Linked DNA regions of Triticum aestivum: region 1 is linked to region 2. The links are chromatin contacts, called in public Hi-C maps. All regions are on one chromosome and are shown on one strand. Each heading gives the region's core, a stretch centred on a gene start, on an enhancer-like site or on the middle of the called end of the contact. The rest is flanking DNA. Distances are from core to core; before and after follow the strand shown. Region 1 holds the start of LOC123149057 (pantothenate kinase 1). Region 2 overlaps LOC123150906 (kinesin-like protein KIN-7D, chloroplastic).

Region 1 (5,665 bases), core at 83-2,582, 140 kb after region 2:
ACTTGTGAGTTCCTCTTTCTCCACTTTAGTCTCAATGTATTATAGGGCTACACATCACCCTTTAGATCTCTTGCCGAACCTTATGCAAAAAATTTGTGGTTCCTTCAGTAACATGTTGTCACACTCGTGAAGCCCAACGCAGAGGTAACCTAACTTAGGCAGCACGCCACCGGTGGACTCACGTATACCCGCCTCCCCCTAGTCATCTGATACGGCATTAGCAAAACTTGTTTCCAGAAGCCAGTACGCTTCAAACCACTTCTTTCTCTGAGTACCATTTAGTTCTGTAGCATAGTGATCGGTATCTGGCAGTAATGGTCGGTGATCCAATCCATTGAACCCCATGTTCATAATGGCGGTTGTCGGGAACAATTGTCACCAACTTTCAGTAGCTACCTTGCGATCAAGGCACTCGCGTATAGCTCCAGACGTCGACGTAAACTCGTCCCCTACGTAGCTGACATCCTTCAGCTCACAATCATCCAACACATCATGAAACGCTTGCACGTACAGTCGTGAGTGAGGGTCCCACACACCACTCACAAGAATGGAGAATTTCATTGAAGTCCCCAATAAACAATTAAGGCAGACCATGTGGTATTTTCAGCTCTCATACGTTTGCACGCTTGTACTTTTTCGGCAGTTGAATTCTCTATACATACCCACAAAACGGCATACTTTATCAACATCTTACGTGATCAATTCACTGTACATTCTCACAAAATGGCATACTTTATCAACATCTTCATTGATTCATTCTCCATACGCTCCCACAAAACGCCATACCTTACAACATCTTCTGTGACCCATCCTCGGTACATACCCACAAAACGCCGTACCGTATCATCATCTTACGTGTTCCGTATATCAACAAGGCAGGACTCATCCATAATGGCGAAGGTCTGCTTACATGGTTCATGTTTATACATTGCCCGTGTCTGAATGCCTACAATGTAACCAGTATTGCATAGGTATTAAAAAAAATCTTGCAGTAGCTCACATACAAATGTACATGTACACAACAAAGAATAAAGTCAGAAATTTTCGACATTTGAGATGCTTCCATGGAGCCCAAGATCCATTATTATGATGTTTTCAATTCCCACTTGAACGCAAGTTGCCATTCCTTTGGAGTAGCCAACAGCCCAACACTGTCCAAGTTCCAAGCTATCACTGTCCAAATTAAAAAAGAGGCCCGGCAAGGCAGGAGACTTGGCTGGCTTGCCTGGCACCCAAATCCAATCCAAATCCCAATCCGACCTGTTTACTCCGACCCTCCTTCTATTCTTCTTGGCCTCTGACTGACTCTGGCTGGGATCTCTCATCATCCACCACCCACCCACCCTGCCCTGCCCTACTGCTCACCCACCAGCGCCCAGCTGCGATCGCACCAGCTAGCCGCCTGCCTGCCTACTACTACTCCACTTCCCCGCAAAGTCCAAGCGCGGCAGTCAAACGCGACGAGGAGGCGCGGCACGGCAGCCAAATGCGCGCGTGATCCCCGAGGGGCCGGCGATCCGTGCTGCAATGGGCCGCCAGATCGACCTCTCCGGCGCGGAGATCCGCGCCGACCCAGGCGACGGCAGCCCGCCCATCTTCCTCCCCCGCCAGCCCGCCGCCTCCCCGCTCCTCGCCCTCGACATCGGAGGTAATTCTTAATTTTTTATAAGCTCCCGGCTGCTTCTGAATTCTGGATTTCCGGCTGGTCTCGGTGGTCTTTATGCTGCTGGCTGAGGGCGAGGGTGCCGCGGTCGCAGGGACCCTGATAAAGCTGGTGTACACGGCCAGCTGCGGCGGCGAGGAGGAGCTGCGGTTCGCCAAGTTCGAGAGGCGGAGGCTCGACGACTGCTTCGACTTCGTCCGGGCACAAGGCCTCCTCGGTTGCAATGGTATGCACCTCGCTGGCTGCAGCGCCGAATTGATTGATTCTTCTTTACCTCATTTGGCTTCCTGGCACGGTTAATCACGCAATGTGGAGATTGGAGAATTGGGTGACCCTGCTCCGCTGGAAAATAAGTAGGATAGGATGGCTTTGATCAGCAGCTGTTACTTGCTCGTGAGCTAGGGTGTTCTTCAGAGCATTCAGAAGTTTGTTGCTGTCGACTTGTAGCTCATGATCAATTTTAGGACGAGGGGAATCTAGAATTTAGCTGTTGACAACAGTTACGGCATTTGCAATTGCTCTTTTCTGCGATGCAAACACAGTTTTTTACTCTGTTTTCACTCTGTCAAGTTTCAGCTTCTGCCCAACTAAAAAAAAAGGTTTCAGCTTCTGTTGTTTGATGATTTAGTTATGTGTTGGAGTTTTATCTTTATCATGGGTTGAAGTGTAACATTCTCATGCCAGGGACAACGACAGGGTCAAGCAAAGAAAATATGACACTGAAGGTATGATTTGTTTTTCTTGTGTTAGCAAGTAGCAACGACCTTTTGGGCTTATGACCCACAAGATGAATACGTTAATAAAAATGGAGATCATTTATGCAGTTAGCACTTGGAAGTTCTTATCTATTTATTTGCGGTAACTTGTATGACCTGCTTTACCTCTTCTCTTACCCAAAATGTAAATTTTCAAATGACACATTCATTCTGCACCAGTGCCTTGGACAGTTACATGGGATTTGGTTCGCTATCAACATCCCTGAAACTCTATAAGACTATTTATTAGTGCTCCTGTCAACATCCACCAAAATCATTCTTACCAGTTTCAATTTATTGTTAAAAATAATTCTTGAAATTAATGTTCATGGACCCACGCTATCGATAATAAATACTCTTATAGAGTTGCAGAATAAATTCTTGTCGTCAGGCAACAGATTATAACTGTTTTTGGTGCACCAGGGAACACAGATATCACCTCCTGAGTTAATACTTGGCATACTTGTAGGCTTTAGCTGAGGCAAATCCCTCGTTTATTCCACTGCCCAAAGTATCATAATTGCAAACACAAGAATGCCGAATGATATGCACTTGTGAATTCTGATTGCTTGAATACCATATGCAAATATCTTAAATGAATAATGTGGAGCGTATTAATGTCGGTTTGCACTTTGGCAAAATCCAGATCCACTAAAATCATTCTTACTATTTACAATTTATTGTTAAAAATAATTCTTGAAATTAATTTTCATGGACCCACGCTATCACTAATAGATACTCCTAAAGAGTTGCAGGAACAAACTTTTGTCGCCAAGCGACAGAGTGTAACTGTTTTTGGCGCGTTTAGGAAACATAGATTTCGCCCCTAGAGTTGAGACTTGTGCATACTTGTAGCTGAGGCAAAACCCTCGGCAACTCGGCTGCCCCAAGTATCAATAATTGCAAACACAAGAATGACCAATGACGTGTGCTTGTGAATTCTGATTTCCATATTGAATATACCTTTGCTTGAGAATTTAGAGCTTAATATTGTCTGTTTGTGTTTTGTATTACAGCCTTGTTTAATGTTTAACACGTACCCTTGTCATTTTATTTTGTATTGTTTGATTGTAAAATAGCTTGACCAGAATCGACTGTAATGGAGATCATTTGCAGGCAACAGGTGGTGGATCATATAAATTTGGTGATGATTTTCGGCAAAAATTAGGTGTTAGTCTTGACAAGCTTGATGAAATGGACAGTGTTGTTTCTGGAGCAAACTTTTTGTTACAGGTGAGTTGTAAGCTGCTCTCATCATACCACATACCTTCTCATTTGGATTTTGAACTTTAAAAATTCTTTCACATTGTAACACTGCTTAAAATATGGTTCTTTCCGGTTAATATTTTGTAAGGTATTACTGCATTCTTGATATTTATTTCTCATTTAGATCTGGTTTTCCATTTAACTGATGCTTCCTTGCAGAATGTTCCTGGCGCAGCCTTCACACACATGAGTGGAAAGAGGAACTCGATTGATATTTCCCCAGATAACTTGTTTCCTTACCTTCTTGTGAACATTGGCTCAGGAGTTAGCATATTAAAGGTTGCACTTCTTCGTCATCATGATTCTCATATGGAAATACAGCAGAATGCAGCTCATATAACCATGTGTTATCAAGTATAATGCAGGTCACTGGAAATAGAAAATTTGAAAGGGTAACTGGGACACATATTGGTGGCGGTACTATGTTTGGGTTAGCAAAACTATTAACAGGCTGCAAGAGGTAATGTGTTTCCTTTTGCATCATAAATATCTTGGTTTACATATTTTTCCCACTAATATATTATTGTTCTCTTAGTTATGATGAATTCCTGCAATTAAGCCAGAAAGGGGACAATTTTGTACTTGATCTAGTTGTGAAGGATATATGCGGGGAGCTTGCCTGCCAGAAGGTTTTCCGTCACCCTCCTTGCCTTGTTGTTGCAGTTCTATGTACTTGCCTTTTTATTTTGTGGTAGTTTTGGTAGGCCAGTAGTGCCCTAGTGTGTTGGTCAATTCTGTCAGACTTGAATATTTGCTAGGAGAATATTGATAGTTTCATTGCTTGCTTATGATTCTGTTACTACTTGGCGGTATAAATACTTATGCTTACCTTGAATTAACTTATTCATCAAGATTGCTTGGAAAGCAATATGTCTACTGGGAGCATTGTCTTTAGAATAATTGATGAAGCACATTGAAATCTTTATCTTGAATATTTATATTGTATTAAAAATATTAATTCTTTCGCATACCATGAATGAGCATTGGTCCTTATAGATTACTGATTTATCCTTTCCTAATATGTTTCAGCAAGGACTGTCAACTTCGACTCTTGCTTCTAGCTTTGGAAAAGTTATTACTTCTATGAAAAAGCTAGCAGATTACAAGCCTGAAGACCTTGCATCCGCATTGTTGAGTGCCTTTACTTACAATATTGCACAAGTGAGTTTATGTTATGTGCTCCCGCATGTTATTAAATTATACTTATTGTCTCAGCTACTCATAGCTGTTTACATGGATGGCACTCAACCTCGCTTTATTGGAAGAAAAGAAAAACTAAGCAGACATGCTTGTTGATCTGAAGAAGAAATGCATAGTAGTATAACGACTTTTACTGGAGAGAAGAGGCATAGGGTTTACTCATTCAATGTCACAAAGTGTTTTTTATCTCAAGACAAATTGTTTCAGTAAAATCATTTTGATTTTGTTTAAACGGCCTTAAGCATGTTATTAATAGGAATAATTGCATTATAAGAAAGTACATTTTATGGGGTACTTTCACCGAATGTTGCTTCCGTAGTCCCTGATGCCTAGTATAGAAAAGACTGAAGAGCTGTGTGGTTTTTCAGTCTGCTTCATCTTCTCCAGCCTGGTAGCTTAGGCATGTATGGGGGCATTATGCTGCGATTGATCTCTCCTTTTTTTCTTTGCTTAGTAGTTGTAAAAGACATTATGGTTTCTGGTAAATGAAACCGGAGGGGGAGCCCCTTATTAAAAAAGGGTACTTTCACGGTTTCCCCTATTGGTGCTGGTCTATTGTTGTCTATTGAAATATGGGTTCATATCACACTCTTCGTATGTGTCCTGCAGATTTCTTTTCTTGTTGCATCACTCTTGGGCCTCAGAAGGGTCTTTTTTGGTGGATCATACATACGTGGACACAAGAGCACAATGGATAATATTTCTTATGCACTAGACTTCTGGTAAGCATTTTATATTTTCCAAATGTATTCCTCTTGATGAGCATCTGTTCATATAAAAA
Region 2 (5,842 bases), core at 1,123-3,622:
AAAGTTTGTATGTTGAATGTGCTGCTATAAGTTTCTTTCAGTTATTGCAAGGTCATTTTCTGTATGTACTGCAGGTGAAAACAGCAGATAACAGGATACTGGAAGACCAGCTAGAGAAAAAGGTTATATTTGATTATATGTTTAGAAATAAGCGCAAAAGTTTGTAATTTACAAGTTTTCTTTATCAGGCAATCGAATGTGAAGAGTTGCGAGAAACGGTTGTTTACTTGAAAGAACAGATCGTCCAAGCTCTTCAAATTGACGAGTTTTTACCAGAAAGAATCAGATTGCAGCAGCAAACAGGCATCGGCCATGACGTTGGATCGCAAGTTCATAATGATAATCCATTATCCAGTGATGTGTCTGAAAAGCCACTGGAAAACACATCACAGGTTTGGCTTGTCTCTACACTCTGGTCCATCATCCTTCCGTTCAGATGCAAGTCCAGTTTTCCTATCCTCTGAACTGAAGCCTATATAGCCCGGTGCTTGGCACATGTATTCTGTGTGTCATGCATCTGATGATAAGATTGGCCTAGATGACATTATACCTTTTGCCCTTTGCTTGTCATGATACTGCACGTACACTTGTCATGTCCTTAGTTATTGCTAATTAGCAATACAGTTTTTAGTTTTCTTCAATTCCAATATAATCCTGCAAATTAGTGCTTCAAAACAGGCATCACACAATTAGCCTGTCGCGGATGCTGCTCTTCCATTTATCTAATACGGCACATTACCTCTTTTTAGTTTATACGTTACTCATTTAGCTAGTTTATGTGATTGGGGACCAAAAGTATATATGGTGCTCTTATGTTACTTGTATTCCTCTTCAGTCAGAGATCGGCGAACTGAAGCAGAGATTGTGCGAACTGACTGAAGTCAAAGCTCAGCTAGAGGCCCGTAACCAGGAACTTCTGGAGGAAAGCACGTACGCCAAGGGCCTGGCCTCAGCCGCGGGTGTGGAACTGAGAGCACTTTCTGAAGAAGTCACCAAGCTCGTCAAGCAGAACGAGAAGCTCGCCGGCGAGTTGGAGTCGGCGAGAAACTCGACTCCACGAAGAGCAAGCCATAGCCCGAAGGCAGCTCGAAAGGGCGGCCACATCGAACGGCACGAACCGGGTGGTAAAAGGGACACGAACTCAAGCAGCCAGAGGGAGCAAGCTCTGGAGGCCATGCTCGTGGAGAAGGACCAGAGAGAAGCTGAACTTCAGAAGAAAATCGAGGAGTCGAAGCAGAAGGAGGCGTTCCTGGAGGGCGAGCTCGCAAATATATGGACCCTGGTGGCGAAACTGAGGAAGGCTGAGGGAAATTGCGAAGATGATTCAGATGCCATACACACGATTGTATAGTGGACCACAAGCCACGACCCTCGAGATTATCCAATTGATGATGGTAGCGATAGTCGTTTGTATATATATGATCACCCGATCTTCGGTACGTGTGTTGTGCTTGCAGGTTGTGGGGGTTTTGTGTGTAAGAGAACTGTACCTGTACCATGGTGTGAATGAGTTTGTATATTTGTGGAATACTCGTTTTTAGTGCAAATCAGTGGGTATCGTGATGCAGGTTTTATGCCTATGCTGTGATGATTGTATTGCACTTTAGCTACAATGTCAGTCAGCTGAATTTCAAATTCGAGTCAGTTGATTTTGAATGAAGGAAGGAGAAGGAAGGGCCTTGCCTGAGAGAAAGAAAAGGCTCGCCGTCATCATCCCATTTTCTATCTTAGGGCTTAGGGTGGGGCTTTGCCGAAGGAAAAAAATGGACATTGACGGGGCTAGAGGGATGGCCGTGGGCGGCGGCAAGACCGGTGGTGGGGGTAGGTTGAGGGGAGGGCGCTACGGCGTGGCGGTGGCAGCATGAAAAATATGCGATCTGGAAAACGCATGGAGGAAGAAGGCATAATCTGGGCTGTTTGTTTTTCATCTAACACTTCAAACTGATCCAGGCCAAATTGACTGGCCCAAATCAAAATTTCAGTTCGATTCCCATTGCGGGTCTGATTGGTGACTGCAACTTTTGGTCATTGGCGACCGGCAATGTAGCGTAGTACGTGGAATGTGGTTATACGTTCAGTGTTGTGTCTTACAATCAACTTCAAACATACGAGTATGTATGGAGTATCTTGTTTCCTGTTCATCGCAAAGAAGCGTACGCGGCCCGTTTCCTTTGCCAAACACTTTTCTGGTTATCGTGTGGCCACGGGTGCGAGCTATCTCTCCTTGGTCGTCGGCCGAACTGGAGCCGCAGCTGGCCGTTGGTGGCCATCGTTATCGAACAGAGAAAGCAACGGCGACGGCTCCCATCGGTGAGGTCAGGTCAGATCACAGGGACCGCAGACTTCTTCATCCTGTGCAGTGCAAGGCAGGCAAGCAGGCACCGGCCAGGTCGTGGAAACGAGGCGCAGAGCAACTTTACAAGCGCATCTGGACAAGCCACCCTCGCCGGTCGCCGCGCCACGCCGAAAGTCCCGCTTTTACGTGCCGCCGCTGCGGTTCGTTGACGCCGCCGCCGCCATGCGTGCGTGCGTGGCGAAGCGACATTGCCCTGTAACATCGTCTACTGATCTACAGTACATACTGTGGCAGAAGTGGCAGCTTGCAAGTCAAGCCTGGTGCATGCAGTGGCTCCCTTCTTCTGTTTTTCAACGTCGATGGGGGTCATGGGGACGCAAACAGTGCGTGAAAGTGAAACATGCCGCAGGGCCGCGGTTTTCAAACTTAGCCTGCAGTGTCGTGGAGTGCAAGTTTGTAAGTTATTTGCTCTGGCTTTGGACTGGTCCGTTTCAGAGCAGCTGCAGCCTGCAGGTCAGACTTGGCGAAACCGAAACACGAAATCGCGTATACAAAACTACGGAGGCTCTGCTGATCTAGCCGTGTAACATGTTCCTTGTACTGTTTCTCGCGGGCTCGCATATACTACGTCCATGCACGGCATGCACCCCGAAAAGTTGGCGGGGTCGCCGCGCGCATGTGCGTGCGTCCGGCGACCCCCTCACCCACGATCAGGGCAGGCCGCCAAATGATTGCAGGAATAATAGTGGAGCAAGTATGCGTCTGTACACTACGCAACAGCAGCAATAATATACTCACTTTGAAGTACCAACGGAAATCGGATGATAACCGCCTTTTCCATGTACGATAATTGTAGGCGTGAGCGTAGTGAGTGCACGATCAACCGCCCAAAGGTATCATCAAAACTCAAAAGCCCCATCTGGTGACAAAGATCCCCGACTTTTGCCATCACCTAAAGTACTTGCGGCACCTATGAGGCTATGACACAGGCAAGGCACTACGGGCGACAGCGACGCCGAGGACACTTTCCAAGGACCCTCGTCGTCGTACTACCTAGCAGACGCCGTCGCCGCTCCATTGGCTCGCATAATCGTTGGGCAGCGGTAATTTACGCCGGCCCCTAGGGTCAACTACTTTGACGACCGGAACAGGCAAACAGAGACAGTGAAGGCTGGAGTGGTCGAGTGGGCGTAAAAAAAACTGTTCATTTCCAACTGCCCATTTCCATTAACTTCTTAGCGGAAATATAAAATCCGTCTCTGTGTCATATTGCAATACATGCGACATGAAAAGGCAATGTAAACATCACGACGATCTCCATACGAGGCCTCCACAACCTCCATATTTGGAGGCTACGAGGTCATTTTATGATAGAGCTTCATATATTTTGGCGATCTTGATGCATATGACGGCTCTGCTAGAGTGTTCTTTGTGTGTCGATCATCATACTAGCGACTATTATAGCGATGATCAAACATATATGACACAACTGCTATCTGTGGTGCTTAGGAGGAGGAGGTGTTGGGAAGGGAGATGTCGGCATGTCGCAGCAGATAAATGTGCTCGGAAGGAAGCAATGCAAGAGACAGAGGCACTCAGGGGAGGCATTATGCACGCATGGGCGAGCTATGAAGGGGAGGTGCCGTAGAGGAAGCGCTGCTTGCGGAGGAGCTCGGGAAGGAAGAAGGTGGCCAGGGTGGGCACAACTTGACAAGACCAAGGCATCGGCCGAGAGATACCAATTGCCCGGTTTTGGATCAGGGCCCTTGCAGAATGGCATCTAGGCAACGCCGATATGGCCGTCGCAAACGACGAGATGGCCTCTTCCCTTCCGATGATTTCTGCTCTTGACGGCTAGTTCTGTGTGAGTAGGTCAGTAGAGTGTTGGATGGCGATCATGCGGTGACATAGTGCACCGACGTCTAGGCGTGGTTGTGAAGGTGCTGGTTTAAAAACAAATTCCGACAGGAAGGCCTTACGGTTGGCTTTATTAACATCAAATAATGCTTACATCATCCGCAAGGTAACGAGAGATAAAACTAGGGGGTGAGTCCGACCACACAGACGGTGGATCAACACGTCCCTGTTGAGCTAAAGAATGAGCTACAATATCCGACTCTCTATTACAAAATTCAAAAAAGACATTCCGGACCTCATTACTTAACTATCGACATTCTTCCAGTACTGGGTCAGCAACCATAGAATAGCCTGTGTTGAGATTCATAGCATCCACAACAGCTTGATTATCCATTCGAACGACAATAGTGTGAAGACCAATCGAGAGAGCAAGCTTCAGTCCTACAACCAGAGCCGCCGCTTCTGCCGTTACCACGTCAGCAACATGTTCTAGTGCACCGGCGTCTAGGCGTCGTTGTGAAGGTGATGGTTCAAAATTCTGCTTCGGGGATGATTTGTTTTCTTTACCAATGATATGGAATGAAAAAAAACTTTATCAAAAAACACTCTTATATTATGGGATAAGTGAAGTGCGTCATAGGTCCTCGAACTATTTCAGAGGCGTCACGTAGGTCCTCGAACTGTGAAAATCGTTATTCAGGTCCTCAAAGTGCAATATGTGAGTTATCCTAGTCCTCAAACTATTTTAAAGGTGTCACGTAGGTCCTTGAACTATTTTAGAGGTGTCACATATACACACGCTTATTACACTTTAAAGATTTTTGAGGACCTAGATGACACTTTTCATAGTTTGAGGACCTACATGACACCATCGAAATAGTTCGAGGACCTAGGATGCACTTCACTCTCAAGGAATGGAGGGAGTATTTTATTCCATCATGACATGTGGTCCTCGCAGAATTGTTTTCCAATGCGCTACGGATTTGCGGTTGCTGCGCTTTGGTAGGGATACCATCACTTGGAAGGAATCCTCTCATCCCAAGTAAAGCTACCTCTCGCGTCCCCATCATATCATATCGCCTTCAACTTCCATACCATCTCTTTTCCTGCCATATATATACACGAGCCCCTTCTCCACGACCACGACCATATTAGCAGCGCAAGCAAGAAAAAGAGGAGCCAGCAGATCAGATTCGTCCAGAGATCCAGAGAAGAATCGGAACTCTTCTTCGCCAGGATTATTAGCTCTCGCAGACACGAACGATGGCGAGCGGCGGCTACGGCTACGGCGGCCCCTACTCCTCCTACCAGCCTGCGGCCGCGCCCTTCTACTACGCGCAGCGGCCGGCGAGGGGCAGCGGCTCGCGCCCGCCGCTCCACCTCTTCCTGCTGCTCGCGACGCTCCTCCTCCTCGCCGCCACCTCGCTGTACGCGCGGTGCGAGGCGGCGGTGGAGGGCATGGTCCAGCAGCTCCGGCCGCTGCTCATCCTGTCCCCGCTGCTGCTCATCGTCGCCGTGCAGCTCTGGGTGGCGACCAGCGGGGATCATCAAGGGCGAGGCGGGGGCGCACTCGCGTACCTCCTCGAGCAGGTGGCTCCGTCGGACCAGTACTACAGGAGCGGCACCCCGTACGGCCGGTGGGACGGCGGCTCGTCGCCGTGGGGCGTGGCGGTGGTGCTCGTGCTCGTC

Evidence for each region. A called contact is a pair of places that touch in the nucleus more often than the background predicts.
Region 1: a contact with region 2 is called in a Hi-C map of leaf, with 2.8 times the contacts expected there. The contact joins the promoter of LOC123149057 here to the enhancer-like site in region 2. A contact is called at or near these places in 2 of 5 Hi-C or Micro-C datasets (both in leaf).

Annotation. Positions count from the first base shown.
Region 1 is chr7A:126,117,326-126,122,990 of IWGSC CS RefSeq v2.1, forward strand. LOC123149057 (pantothenate kinase 1) reads left to right here and starts at 1,333. Exons shown (of 17, transcript XM_044568595.1): 1 at 1,333-1,648; 2 at 1,758-1,889; 3 at 2,348-2,388; 4 at 3,535-3,651; 5 at 3,844-3,963; 6 at 4,050-4,144; 7 at 4,220-4,313; 8 at 4,714-4,845; 9 at 5,494-5,606. The coding sequence starts at 1,528.
Region 2 is chr7A:125,972,554-125,978,395 of IWGSC CS RefSeq v2.1, forward strand. LOC123150906 (kinesin-like protein KIN-7D, chloroplastic) reads left to right here. Exons shown (of 23, transcript XM_044570711.1): 21 at 75-122; 22 at 189-392; 23 at 836-1,580. The coding sequence ends at 1,351. Among protein-coding and RNA genes, the nearest start is that of LOC123150906, 11 kb to the left of the region's middle. Within about 2 kb of position 2,373, at least 2 of the 8 cell types and tissues checked have an H3K27ac peak or open chromatin away from gene starts, as enhancers often do. A contact at or near this core is called in leaf, where this site is marked.